Regions from separate parts of the Mus musculus genome. Here region 2 is linked to region 1. Evidence: chromatin contacts called from public promoter capture Hi-C data. All regions are on one chromosome and are shown on one strand. Each heading gives the region's core, a stretch centred on a gene start, on an enhancer-like site or on the middle of the called end of the contact. The rest is flanking DNA. Distances are from core to core; before and after follow the strand shown.

The links. Promoter capture Hi-C pulls out the DNA fragments that hold promoters and counts their contacts.
Region 2: a promoter capture Hi-C map of pre-B cells shows a contact between it and region 1, with 4 times the contacts expected there. The contact joins the promoter of Igdcc4 here to the promoter of 1700055C04Rik in region 1. A contact is called at or near these places in 1 of 39 promoter capture datasets (pre-B cells) and 1 of 115 datasets of contacts at active chromatin or transcription factors (embryonic stem cells).

Annotation. Positions count from the first base shown.
Region 1 is chr9:64,039,305-64,046,764 of GRCm38.p6, reverse strand. 1700055C04Rik (RIKEN cDNA 1700055C04 gene) reads left to right here and starts at 5,300. Exons shown (of 3, transcript NR_040726.1): 1 at 5,300-5,458. RefSeq lists an enhancer at 1-1,981.
Region 2 is chr9:65,099,092-65,105,984 of GRCm38.p6, reverse strand. Igdcc4 (immunoglobulin superfamily, DCC subclass, member 4) reads right to left here and starts at 4,499. Exons shown (of 20, transcript NM_020043.3): 1 at 4,387-4,499. The coding sequence starts at 4,450.

The sequences.
Region 1 (7,460 bases), core at 4,051-6,550:
TCCTGAGAAGTGAAGTCAGCCAAGCGCTCTGAGCAGCTGAGCCATCTCTCCTTCCACATTAGCTTCTGATCACTCACTGAACCTGGAACTTGCTGTTTGGGCTACGCTGATCATCCAGCCAGTTCCAGGGTTCCTCCTGTCTCTGCCTTCCCAGTGCTTGGACTACAGGCACTTGCCATCACGTCTGGCCTTTCTGTGGCTCCTGGGGATCAAACTCATGCCTTTAGAGCAAGCACTTTACCCACGGAGCTGTCTCCCCAGTGTCACTCCCTGAGTAATAATCTACCTTGAGACTCCAGAGAAGATCCAGGACTTGACTTAGAGATGTACTTGGCCCTTCACTGCTTGCTGTGGGGCAGGTAGTGCCCAGCATAGAAAGACGGCTATGCTCCACTTTGAATCCCAGGTCTCGGAACTGATCTCAGGGCTCCTCTGCCCGGCTCTGTAATCTTGGCCAGTACATGTTCCTTCTCTTTCCTTCTCTCTAGTTTTCTTCTAGTATCCTTAGCAAGCTGCAAAATTGAGGCCACAGTGGACAAGACCTCTCACATAAAAGTTAGCTGTGAGCAAGTGACAGGGCTCAGTGAGTAAAGACACTTTACTGCCAGCCGGGCATGGTGGCGCATGTCTTTAGTCCCAGCACTTGGGAGGCAGAGGCAGGCGGATTTCTGAGTTCGAGGCCAGCCTGGTCTACAAAGTGAGTTCCAGGATAGCCAGGGCTATACAGAGAAACCCTGTCTCGAAAAACCAAACCAAACCAAACCAAAAATAAAAACAAAAAGACACTTACTGCTGATCCTAACAACTTGAGTTTGATTCCCCAGAACCACACGGTGGAAGGAGAGAACTGAGTGACACAAGTTGTCCTCTGACCCCAAACAAACGTCATGACACACATGTCCCTCCCAAATAAATAAAATGCAAACATTTTAACGTGGGCTCTGACCTAGAAAGACATGACACTGTGAGCCACACTGGGCTAATGACAAGGAAGTTGTCCTCTCGACCCTACTTGCAGTGGCTTTCTCTGAGCTCCCTCCAGGCCCTGCCGGAAGTTCTTTACTGCATTCAATTAATGGGGTGTGGACTGGAACATTCTGGAGGGAAGAGCATCCCCTGATTGTGGAGATGACGCTGGTGATAATGATGTCTTGCAAAACCATGAAGTTCAGATCCCTGTGTCTTTGAGAGCAAACAGGGCTTTATAGGCTATGACACCACTCTGACCTTGCTTGGCTTCTTCCGTGAATAGGCAGCCAGCTAACCACCCTGTACTAAGTGTTTAAGGGGCCCCAAGCCAGGGCAGACTCTAGATTCCCACTGCCGGGGAGCTGGGCGAAGCCTCTGAGCTTATCACCTCCAGGCTCCCCAGCAGGCAGACTGTCTCCGCTGCTGCTGAGAGAAGCTGATAAAGAGGACAGACCCTTGTGTTTACTGTGGCCCGGTCTGCAGAGGCAGGCCTCCCAGAGGCGGCCCTGTCTCCTCTGGGAACAGGCTGTCTGTTTGCCAAGATACCATCACATTCCTGCAGCCAGAGGCCACCCCAGAATGGGTGGGGGTGGGGTGGACAGAGGCGAAGGAAACGGGGACAGCTGCAGGCCTCTCTGTTCCCCTGGGACCAGTTCTGAGAGGTACGTTGGGGGGAATTCTCAGTTCTCAGCCTGTTAAGTGCATTGCAAAGCCTTGCAAAGGGAATTCACAGCCACTGTTGGCCTCATCACTCCGTAGTGTCCACCGGTGGTTGTGTCCAACCCATAGCCCAAGGGCTGCATGCTGTTGAGGCTACTTATGAATAGTGCCCAACACGAAGACATAAAGTTACTTAAAACATCACAAGTGTGGTTTTTTGGATTTTTTTTTTGGTAACTCTATTATGTGTTTCTTGACCACGAATTTTGTAGATGACAATTTCATGTCACAACATCCAAAGGCTGGACATGCCTGCACAGCTTCTAAGACATGTGCTCCCAACTGATTGGTGCCTATCTTCCAAACAGCTTTCCATTCAGGTAGTCAGGAGCCCTACAGGGTTTTGTAGGATGTTTGGCAAGATTGGGATGACATAGGGGCCAGAGGACGCTCCACTGGCCAGATCAGTTGACATTCATGGCCAGCCCTAAAAGGGTGTTTGCTGAGTGGCAAGTACTGACAAAAGCGGTGCAGGGGCAGGCGAGGGAGAAGGATTAGTGGGTAAAAGGCTTGCTGTCCACCGTGAGGACCAAGTTCAATCCCCAGCCGCCCATGCCAGTGTGCTTGTTCAAACCCAGTGTGGAGAATCAGACACAGGAGGATCCTGAGCTCCGCAGCCACCAAGTCTAACAGAAGCAGGAAGCTTCAGACAGCGAGAGACACATTGCCTCCAGAAACAACGTGGAGAGGGAGAGTGGGAGACACTGAGCTGAGAAGTCAGACAGATTCCCTGGGAGGCAGACAGACAGGGAGAGCATCTTGTGCTATGATAAAGTGTTGGACTTCCTACTTCCCGCATAACTGACTCTTCCTCGCCCTGCTGACCTGAGACAAAAGCCTAGTAGCTTAAAACAAAGACCTGGCATGGCGTTCCTTTCACCAGTCAGGCTCCCTTTGACCATGGACCAGTTAGCCAAGTTCAAGACTAACTCAGGACTTGTTTAATCCCAAAGTTGTGAGGCCATCAGCTTTCCTGTCTTTGTTCAAACTGACCAATCCTAAATTAGGAAGATCCCTCCAAACTACTTATATCTTCCAGCTGTCTGGGCTTCAGCTTCCCAAGGCCCTCTTCCACCCTCATGGGGCTCTTCGCTCAATGCATTGCTGTGTGTTTCCCACCCCTAATAAGAGCCTTTCTTCACCAGCTGATTCTGTTTGCTGTCTAGGATTTCCCCTGACAATATTTGTTATCCTGAAGATGTTTCTTGCCTTTTAACTTTTTAGCTGGCAGAAATAAAAATGAACCCGATCAAGACCCCCTAGACTGTAACATGACATCAATCTCCAGCCTCCACACAAACACACCCATACGTACATGCATACATCACATACCACACACAGACATAGGTTTATGAACTTGACAACCCTTTGGAAGCAGGTCACCATCTTATTACATAGTTGAGGATGTGGATCAAAGCCAGGGTAAATTCTCTGAGTGAAATAGCGCATACTCAGGAAGAAAGTGGGGGTGGGATTTAGAGCCTCAGTTACATTAAGCTGCCCTGCCAGCGCCAAAGGTGAATGGTTACAGCCCCATCGGGCTGAGCAAGGTCACAGCAGAGATGGGCAGCTTCAAGGAGAACTGGCTTTGGAGCTGGGCCCGTGTTCTATTGCTTGGGCCAACGCTAGGGTAATCCTGCAGTGGACACTGAACTCCTGAGCCTACTTTTCCTCCTAGGATATTGTACAGCGGTGTTATATACCCTTATCCTCCTAGCTAAATTGCCAAGGTCTTCAGGAGTTTGGCTTGGATTGCTCACAAAAGATCCCTACAGCTGGACTCTTGATGTTTCCTCATAGAAGGAAGAGGCAGGTCCCTGTCTGAGTGGCTAGCCATGCCTCCCCACCAGTTGTATACAATTCCATCCTAATTACCTGTGTAGCCCTAGGCTCTCTGGGCAGGGCTAGTGTTTATAGCCAGTGAACAACCAAGGAAGTGACTCCATCTGTCTCTACCTCCATAGGGAAGCCATCAGCCCTGCTGGGTGCTGCCCTTACAATGTGGCTGTTTTAAGGTCACCTTGGCTCCCGAATGTTCTCGGAAGTAAGCCTAACTACTTCCCCAAGGCAACACTGGTAGAATGGAATTTTGGTTTGTGACTGGGGTAGATGTTGCTGGTTGTACCTCCAGCTCCAGGGTAAAAAAAGTCTCAGCAACGCGCAGTTAGGGGGGGGGGGGTGTGTGTGCTCTGGGTGAGGATCTATCTGGTAAGGAGCAGGCGGGTTGTCTTTGCAGAGCCAGTGGAGAGGTGGCTCTAAGTGGAAACTTCAGGAAGGCACCTGTTAAGAGAGACCCATCACTCAGCGATGGAAAACAGAGGAGTGGTGGCTTCAAGGGAGGTGGAGTGAGCGGTTGAGACCCTGGCTTTTGAGTTGGGTGGATTTGAATTTAGATTTACTATCCAGCCCCTCCCCCACCCCCTTTTGAACGCTGCTGGCTGAAGACCCCAGGGTCGTCCGTGGACCGACTGCCACTGAACTACATCCAGCTTTCTTTGTGCTTATTTGGGGACTGAATCTCATGTATTAGCTGCTTTTCTTGTTGCTGAGACCAAATGTCTGACAAGAGCTACTTTGGGAAGGGTTCGCTTCGGCTCGGTCTGGAGGTGCTGAGGGTGCACTCCATCATGGCAGAGAAGACCTGGCCGCTGAGGCAGGTGGTCACGTGGTACCCACAGTCTGGAAGCAGAGAGAGGTGGAATGTGCTCAGCTACACTTCCTTCTACTGAGTTCAGGGACTCCTGCACATGGAATGGTTCAGCTCACGGTTAGTATGAGGCTTCCCACCTCAGTGAACCCACTCGAGAAACTCCCTCCCAGGTGTAACCAGAGGTTTGACTCCTACAGGATTCTAGAGCAGGGGTTCTCAACCTGTGGGGTTCACATATTAGATTATTACATTACAATTCATAGCAGTCGCAAAATGACAGTTATGAAGTAGCAGTGAAAATAACTTTATGCTTCGGGGTCACCACAGCGTGAGCAACTGTATGAAAGGGTCATACAGCATTAGGAAGGCTGAGGACCGCTGCTCTAGATTCTGTCACGCTGATAATCAATATTAACTAGTCTCACCAAACTTTCTAGGCAGGCTGACTTTGAACTTGCTATCCTCTTGCCTCAGACTCTTGAGTAACTGGGATGACAGGCATACACTGCCAGGACCAGCTCAATATCCAGCACGTGCTCTCTGTGAAGCCTTGGGGAGCGACTTAGCCTCTGAGTTTATAAAATGAGATCTCAATATGGGAAGCTCCCCCCAAGGCATGCACAGACAGGATGGTTGTTTAGAGAACTTTAGAGAGAAGTTGGGTGAGGGGTTCTGGCAAGGCATACAGTAAATGCCCTATAAATGTGCCCGTGGACATCATTCACAAGGACCTAGGGGTGAGGAGGAGATGGGAGTTTGGCTGAATGATGGCCCAAAGACTGAGTCCCTGAAACCTGGGGATATGTAAGGTAACACAGTCAGGGAGAATAAAGGTAGGGTGGATCTGGGTTGTTAATCAGCTGACTCTGTCACAGAGAGATTGTCCTGGATCATAGGGAGGCTTGAAGTCACAAGAGCCATCCTAGGTGCAACAGTCAGAACCCCGTCAGAAGGACAGTCAGAAGGCGTGTGACTGATATTCTACCGGCCACTGTGGAGGAGACACGAGCCAGGCAAGGCAGGCCACCGCTAGAAGTTGGACAGGGCAAGTGGGTGAATTCTTTCTCCCCTCAAGCTTCCTCAAAAGCCCAGAGTTGGGCTGCTGAGACAGTTCGGCAGGTGAGGGCACTTGCAGCCAAGCCTGACAAACACAGTTCAGTTCCCCACACCTACAAGGGGAAAGGAGACAACTGGCTCTGGCAAGTTGTCCTTTGACAACCCCCCCCCCCCCACACACACACACATGCATGTTATGTCATGGAAGGCTTACTCCAAATAAGTAGATACAATGTAGTGTTAAAGAATAGGTGGGCAGCTCTGGCTACACTTAGATTTGAGCCCAAGGATACCCGTGCATTTCAGACTCTCAGAACTGGGAGGAAATGGATTGGGATTGCAGTAAAGACACTGTCTTTTTAATTTGTCACCACAGTGAAAGAAAAGGAAGCAGGGGCATTAAGCTTTGAACACCAGCAGGCTGGCAACAGGCAGAGGCCAAGGCAGGCAGGGTAGCTGGGAAGGATCAAAGGAGCCTCCATATCCTGACACTCCAGGACAGAGTTATCAGGAACAGGGGAAAACTGTGTGTCTCTTTGCAGAAATAAAGAAATGGACAGATTTCTCCAGTAGGGTCTGTGCCCTTGGTAATGGCTGAGCCTCTTCCTGGCAAGAGCTGGTGTCTCCCTCACCATCTTTTCAGTCTAGAATTGGATTTTTGTGTAACCTGCTTTGGCCAAACATTTGTAGGTTTGGAGCCTGGCCTAGGGAGAGGTTGCACACTCCTGCCACAGCTGGTTTTTTACCACCTGCTCTAGCCCAGGACCAAGCCTGGACGGACAGACATCTTTCGACATGGCCTCAATAACTCTTCTTCCCACAGCTCCTAGCAATACTGTGCCCAGTTACTTACTGTCTTCCACTGAGCATGGGCTGTACATTTCTAACACACAGTGTGCTGCATTGGCTGCTGTTGGCTGATACTTTAGGTACCAAAAGGGCTACAGAGCTCTCTTCCAGTCCCTGTTCCTGTCTCTCTCTCTCTTTCTCCCCTCCTTCCCTTGCTGGCTTTTCCTGGAGGATCATTGATGAGTAGGGTCAGGGAAGGGCTGAGGATAGCTCAATCAGAAGGCCCAGGTGGGGAGCTGGCTACAGCTTTGGAGAAGACCCGAGAGCTGCATCCTGGTGAAGAAGTAGCCCAGGCTGGCACTAGTCCATGCTGTTATATCATTTTAGTGAGAAAAGAAAAGGGAGGAAGCCCAGCCAGAGAGAGTGGAGTCGGGAGGGGGTGCCACAGAGAACTGAGAACCTTGGGAGAAGATGCAGAGAACTCTCAACATCCAGCAGGGAGTCTATGGAAGTATACACACACACACACACACACACACACACACACACACACACACACACAGTTCTTTTCTACACAGTTTTCTCTGTGTAGCCCTGACTGTCCTGTAACTTGCTCTGTAGACCAGGCTGATCTCAAAATCAGGAGATCCTCCTGCCTCTGCCTCCTGGGTGCTGAGAGGCAGCACAAGAGGCATGTGCAACCTCACCTGGCTTAGTTCCTGACTTTCCAAATGAGGTCACTCACTTGGTATCCTGTTCTGTCCGTATCCTTCTCTCCATTAGAGGTCTGTTAGGCATCCTCGACTGTTGAGATGAGCAGAGACAAAGAAGCTTAGTCAGAACTAAATCCCTGGGACCTGTCTGTGTGCCTGGCGCTTGGTTTGTGTTAGTGTAAGCATCATCTCCTTCCACAGATGAAGGCAAAGCTTGGTATATTAAAGTCATCCAGGTAGGAGGGCCCAGCTGGGGCCAGGACATCTAATTTCACATCCTGGACTCTAACCAGTTTCATTAGTTTGCATTCTATTGCTGTATAAGCAACTGGGGAAGAAAGGGTTTATTTGGCTATACTTCGTTGTCACAGTCCATGGTCAGGGAAGTAAGGGAAGGAACTTGAGGCAGAAACAGAAGTAGAGGAAGTAGAAGAATGCAGTGAACTCTCCATGGCCTGCCCTACCTGCTTGCTTGCTTTCTTTCTTTCTTTCTTTCTTTCTTTCTTTCTTTCTTTCTTTCTTTCTTTTTTCTTTTTTTTGGTTATTCGAGACAGGGTTTCTCT
Region 2 (6,893 bases), core at 3,250-5,749, 1.1 Mb before region 1:
AAAGCACATGGAAGCAGAAGAGTAAGGTCATTGTGAACCTTAGTCTGCACATCCTAAGGGTGGGGAGCCTGTGGGCTCTGCTCTACAGTTCACATGCTTACAGTTATCTTTCTTCAGAGCCCACCTGGGTCTCAGATAGCCTAGCGCTCTGTCCTTAAAACTACGTAACAAGGTTACCACAAAGTAATACGTTTCTTACCGTGTGTTGGAGAATACCGATTTGTACTCCAGGGGAAAGCTCATTGGCCCTTAGCCTCCTTGATCCCAATGTCCCCAGTGTCCCTCCATATCCACAGGCTGGAGCTCTTGCCAGGATACAGGAGGAGCTACAGCTGGCCTGGCCCAGAAGGGAGCATGCTGGGCTTCAGGGCTTCCTTTCTGGTTCCCCTTACTCAACCCTCACTTTCTTTCCCTGATCAAGCTGGGATCTTCTCCACAGATTCTCTCCCCCCCCACCCCCCCCCCCGGGCTCCTGGGCGCCCCAGACACGCCTGGCAGTGACATCTGTTCTGCATCTGGTTGCTGTACCTCAGAGCCTTTGGAGCAAGTAGGAGGTAGGTGAAAAAGGATTCCATAGCCTTGGGCCAACCAGAGAGAAGACTCCGACCTAAAGCTGCTAACTTCTCTTATGGAAGGCAGAAGTACAGAGACAAGGAACTTGGTATGTGTGCACCAAATTCCTGGGAAGAGTGGCTGGTCTGCCTTACAAAGAAGAGTCAGGCGACCGGTCTAGCTCCAGATCAGTTCCTATTTGCATAACTCTAGGCAGTTGCTCAGGTTTCTCATCTGTAAAATGGACTCATAGCAAATTTCGTTCTCTTTTTTTGAAGTGAGTTAGTTAGGTTATTATATAGTTTAGACTGGCACTGAACTCATAGCAATCCTCCTGCCTCAGTCTTTCAAGTACTGGGGTTACAGATAGGCATCATGAAGCCTAGCTTCCTATGTTTCTTTGAGTGCTGACATTATATGATGAGATTCTTTAGCTTGAAGAAGGTATCTTTAGGAAAAAAATTTATCTATAAATATAGGGTTAATGAGGTCACGAAAATACTCACAAGCTCACAGGTAAATTACAGCAGAGTCACTATTAAAACCGAGTGATGGTGGCACACTTTCAGCACTCAGGAGGCAGAAGCAGATGGGTCTTTGAGTTCCAGGACAGTCTGGTCTACAGAGTGAGTTCCAGGACAGCCAGGACTACACAGAGAAACCTTGTTTTCAACCCCTCCCCCCCCCCAAAAAGAGTCACTATTAAAAGAAGGGTCAAGAGTTGAAGAGATGGCTCTTTTAGAGGACCAGAGTTCAATTTTCGAAACCCACCCACATAGCCGTTTGCAGCTGCTTATAACTCCAGTTCCAGAGAAATCTGACACCTTCACCCTGATATACATGTAGGCAAAACACCAATCAATGTACATGCTCTCAATCTCTCTCTCTCTCTTTCTCTCTCTCTCTCTCTCTCTCTCTCTCTATATATATATATATATATACACATACATACATATATTAACATATAGCATTTTTTAAAAAGGTTCTAGTGTTGGCTCTGGTGGCAAATCTCTAAGATGGGCCCCTGAGTATCAAGGCTGAGAAAGGGATGGTAGAGAGGGGCTTCACGGGTGAGGAAGAGTTCCCTGTGTTCTCAGAGCTCCAAATTCTAAGGGAAAGGGGGAGCCCCACTTTTTCTTATAGTGAAAGAGCTCAGTTTCCTACCATTGACCTCAGATGGAGGTCTCACTCCTATGAGCTCACAGACCCAATCTTTGACCCAAGGGCAATGTCGGGGGACTAGCCAACCACTGCCATTGTACCTATCCCTGGTACTGCCCTTCATTCTGCTCATGTTGGCTTTGCTGGGAAGACTGTTACGTTTGACTTTCCTCACTCCTTAAAAACCCCACTACAGGGCCTGGAGGGATGCCTCAGTGGTCAAAAGCACTGGCTACGCGTCATGACCACCTGGGTCCAGTTTCCAGCACCCACATGGTGGCTCCCAACCATGTAACTGCAGTTCCAGTGGATCTGACACTATCAGCTGGCTTCCACAGGCACTGGGCACACATACATGGTGCATAGACGAACACATATAATAAAATAACAAACAAAAAGTCGTCAGTCTATGCTCACACCCTACTGATTCCACTTGCTCAGTATCTTTAGAATCCAGCCACCCAAGCTACTATTCCACTGGCTGCCACCACTCTCTCTTGGATGGCCACCTCTTCCCCAGGACAGGGGCGCTTCCCTCAGTGGGGCAGGAGGGTCTCAGGCCAGAAACTTCAGTGAGACTGGCACTGCACTTTGTGAGCTGGGACTTCCTCCTTCGCCTCCTCTCTGGATATGAGGCCCACCCCTCCCCCACCTGCCCAACTCCCACCGCCATATTCTAAACTCCAGCCAGATTTAGCTTGATGCAATGATGTGAATTAAATCGCCTCCCAGCGTTGGCACCCCCTGCTTGATCTGGAAGACTCCTCCCTCTGCAGGGCTGGCTTTTCCTCTCTCCATCGTTTTCTTCAGAACCTTTCCAGGTCTCCCCAGGAGGAGCCTCTCTTCTGCAGTACCTTGCTAGTCCTGGCTCCTTGTCCTGACCCTATGACGGACAGTCTGGGTCTAGGGCCTTATTCACCACGTTCTGGGCATCAGGCACATGTTAACCTATAAAGAGTGCTCAGCAAATACTGTGAAAAGAAGGGAAGACCTCCACTCTGTAGGGGTGTCTGCAGACTGCAGAGGTTTACACACTCAAAGGAGGTTAAACCAGGGTAAGAATAGTAGTTGCAGTAGCCAGTCAGGTAGCAGACAGGGAGAATCCCAATGCCCGCTCCTCAGTCAGTTCACTGGGAAGAAGAGTCCAGTCTCCCAACACTCTACCCGGTGTCCCGGCCTGAAGCCTCAGAAGTATTTAATAAAGCGCGGGTGCGGTTGCCAGCCAGGATCCCGCGTTCCTGGAGCTTTGGGAAGAACAGGAGGGAGGAGGAGGAGGAGGAAGAGGAGGAGGGGAAGTGCAACTATTCCTTAATCCTTTGGGCTCCGCAAAGACAGACAAGACACCTCTCTGACATTTCCCTGGCGCCGCGTTCACCTGACAACTCCGGGCCCTCCCGCTTCTGCGGCCCAGCCCCACGCACCGAGCTTCTATGGGCTCCCAGCCGGGTTCAGGGTCTCGGAGGGAAAGGGGCGTGTCTTGCGGGGAGAGCAAGGGTCCGAGCTGTTTCCAGCACTCTCCCACCCGCTGTTTTCCTGGAGATGGGCCTGGGGTTGGCCCAGCGGAGGCTCCTTTCCACCACCCCCCGCCTCCCTCCCTGTCTCCCTCCCACGTGGCCTGGCCCAGTCTCTCTGGAAAGCCGCAGCAGCTGGAGAAAAATCCCCCTCCCCACCCCCACTGCCAAGTCCCTCCCCGACTCGCCCCGGACACATCCTTAACTCCCCCCTCGGCAGGGAAGGCAAGAAGTAATCGAACAAAGCGGGCAGCCCATCCCCCTCCAGGCCCTACCACCTAACCTCCTTTGGGCTGTCCCCCAAACGCACACCCCACTGAGAGTGAGAGGGCCGGGGGTGGTAAAAACAGCTTTGGCATACACACTTGGACACTTCGTCTCCCCCCGCCCCCAGTCCTTTCTTTGGTGTGGACAGTTGTGATCCTTACCCTTGACCCTACCCAACACTAGGACCTGGGCACTGGAGGGGGCCTTGCTGATCTCGTCCACGCTTCCCTGGTCCGCCCTTGGGGGTGGGGCAGGAGTGACACGCGTCCCATCCAGAGAGCGAGTGTTGGACGCGTTCGGCAAAGCAACTGGTTTCCTGCCCTTCCCCCAGCCCCACTCCGAACCCTGGGTTTGGGTCCACAACACCTCCACATTCCCCCAACCTCCCTAGCTGGCCCCAGGGGCCACACCCATTGGGCAAAGTTGAGTGTGGTTTTTCTCACCGCCGCCCCCATCAAGAGCAAGGACACTCCCCAAAAGCCAAGGCCAAATATTAGCTCAGTCCCATCCAGTTACACACGCACCCGACACAAATGGAGGTGTAAGTGTACACTCCCTCCCCGCCCGCTCTCTCAGGCACACTCGCGACCGCGAGACGCTTGCGGGCAGGGCAGAATCATGTCCCGCTTGCAGCCACCCGCGCGCTGGCGATGCTACCCGGCGCCTTAGGCACGCGCTGTGGACACGTTCCCCCGCAGGACACCCCCACCCCCGCAGGACACACACATGCAAACCTCACATGCACAAGGGCCACGCGCAGGGGGACACGCACGGTGCCAGGCTGTGCACAGCAAGGACACACACCCCCTGGGGGCAAGTCCCCACAGCCCCCGGCGCGCAAGCATCGCGGGCGCCGGGGACGCCCACTCGCGACTGCGGCCACCCGGGCCCTTACCGCGCGCGGACAGCAGGCAGAAGGTCAGCACCAGGAGCCCGCGGCCCGTGTCCGCCCGCGCCATAGGGCCGGGCTCGGGCCGCTGCCGCCGCGTCCGGGCGCCTGGGCCGCCGCCGGGGGAGGGCGCGCCGGGCGTCAGTGGCTCCGGGAGGCGCGGCGCCGCGGGCGGGGGCGCGGCCTCCGGGGCCGGGGCCCGAGCGGGGGCCGGCGCGGGGGCCGGGGCCGCGGCCAGCTCGCCCGCCCCTCCATCGCCATCTTGGGCTAGCGGCCCACGCGGGGGCGCCCCGCCAGTGTGGCCACCCTGCACCACAGGGGACACGCGCCCGCGCGCCACCAGCCTGCTCCTGCGGCTCACTCAGCACGCGGGAGCCTCCCGCTCCTCGGGTCACCTCAGGCTCCTTTCTGTTCATCTTTTTACCTGAGCCTCTGGATCTCTGTTCCCTAACCCTACCATGACTCTACCTTCAGGGTCGCCTCCACCTCTGTTCCAGGCTCAGTTCACTGAGACCTGTCCTTTTCCAACTCACAGCCTGACCTGAATCCTGTTTAGCCTCTCCACAGGCTGCACCAACAGACTCTCTGAGGACACTACAATTCCTTGTCCCCGCTACCTCTTCCATGCCAAGCTGAGGGATTCTCTTGGCTTCCTTCCTTCCTCCTCAGTAGCCAACCCAGTCTGTACTGTGTTCCACCTCTGTGAGGGACAACGAAGACTTGCTTACCACCATTTTACATACCTGCATACTGGGAATATTTGGGTTTGTAGTGGGGACTCCCTAAGGACAGGAGGCTTAAAGCAGCAGGTGCAGGGCCTGCTAATGGTGTTGAGCCTCCACCGGTCCACTCTCTTTTTCAGAACTGCCTCTTTTCCAACTGAGCTGGCCAGGTTAGTTGCCTCAGTGTGTCTAAAGCTGGGGGAATCAAATGTCAGGTTGGGTTGGGGAGAGAAAAACATACTAAACGTCTATTTAAAATGATGCGTTTGTGATGGGAGAGATGGCTCAGCGGTTAGAGTGCTTATTGCATTTGCAGAGGACCTAGATTTGGTTCCGGTACCCACCCAGGCGACTCACATCAGTCTGTAACTCTAGCTCCAGGAGGTCTGATACCACTGGGCTCTGTGGCATCTGCACCTACAAGCAGACACACAATTAGATACAATTTAAAATAAATAAAAATTATATATATATATCCGGATTTTGAGGCTAGAGAGGTGGCCCAGTGGCTAGAGTGCTTCCTGCCCTAACAAAGGACCTGGGTTCTGCTCCCAGCACCCATATGACAGCCATAACCATCTGTAATTCCATTTCCAATGAATCTGATGCCCTCTTCTGGGCTTTGTAGGCACTTTCCTGCACATGGTGCACATAAACTCATGCAAGTACACACATACACATAAAAAAAAATTTTTTTTTAAAGGAAAAATGCTACATTCTTCCTTTTCTTGTATCCATTGGCATCCCCATGATTTAGAATCATTTCCATTCCGGCTCACATGCTGCCAGTAAGTTCTATCCCTTTTGGGGAGGAAGAAGTTCCTGTACCCTCAAACCCATTATGTAGTCAAAGATGTCCTTGAGCCTTTGATCCTCTGGCCTCTGCCTCTGGAGTGCTGGGATGACCAGTATGCACCCCCAGGCCCTGTTAATGATAGCGGGGCTCTGAAACCAGGGCTCCTCACAGGTTAATCACATACTCAGCCAGCTGAGCCGCAGTCCCACTATGTCTGTACTTAGCAGATCTAAGGGACCCTGGCAAGGTCCTGCCTCAGCCTCGTTTTATCCCAGGGCTATCATTAGCAATTCATTCGATTACTCCTTCCTTGAAACCAAGTGATCTCCCGGTCCTCAGCCCTGGTCCACAGGGCTCTCATCTTTATAGGAGTGATGCTGAGCAGATACCTCCAGCCTGAACCTTCTCCCCAAGCTTGCATTTCCAGTTCCTGCTCAGCAGTTTACATCCTGATCTTCCCATCCCTCCTGCCACCTCCAGACTGCTGTCTTGCTTCCTAGAACCACAACATTCTTCCTGTAGCTCAGATCCAATATTTTTGAATTATTAATTATTAATGTATATGTGTGTGATTTGTGTGGGGTCAAACCTGGAGGTCAGAGGACAACTTTGGAATGTCCCCTGGGCTTTACCTGCTGAGCTGCCTCCAGGGCCTTGAGGCTCACGTCAAAATTGAAATCAAATCGTACACTCACCCTTGACCCCTCTCCACCTGCTTTTCCGTCCTCACCTCTCACCTGAATTGTTATGGCACCTCCCTGCCACCTTGCTGTTTCTGGCCTTTCCTCTTTGTGTGTCTTGGTCCAAACAGCAGCCAGTTCCCGTCACAGCTCTGTCAGGCTTCCATCTCAGAGAACAGAACCAAAGTCCTGCCTCTTACTACACTGCTCAACTTGTTTACCCCTCCCCAGCAACACCAACCCCTTCCCTTCCAGCCTCAAGACCTTTGCCCAGAACTGGGGATGTTAGAAATAGAGTCCTTGCCTAACACGCAC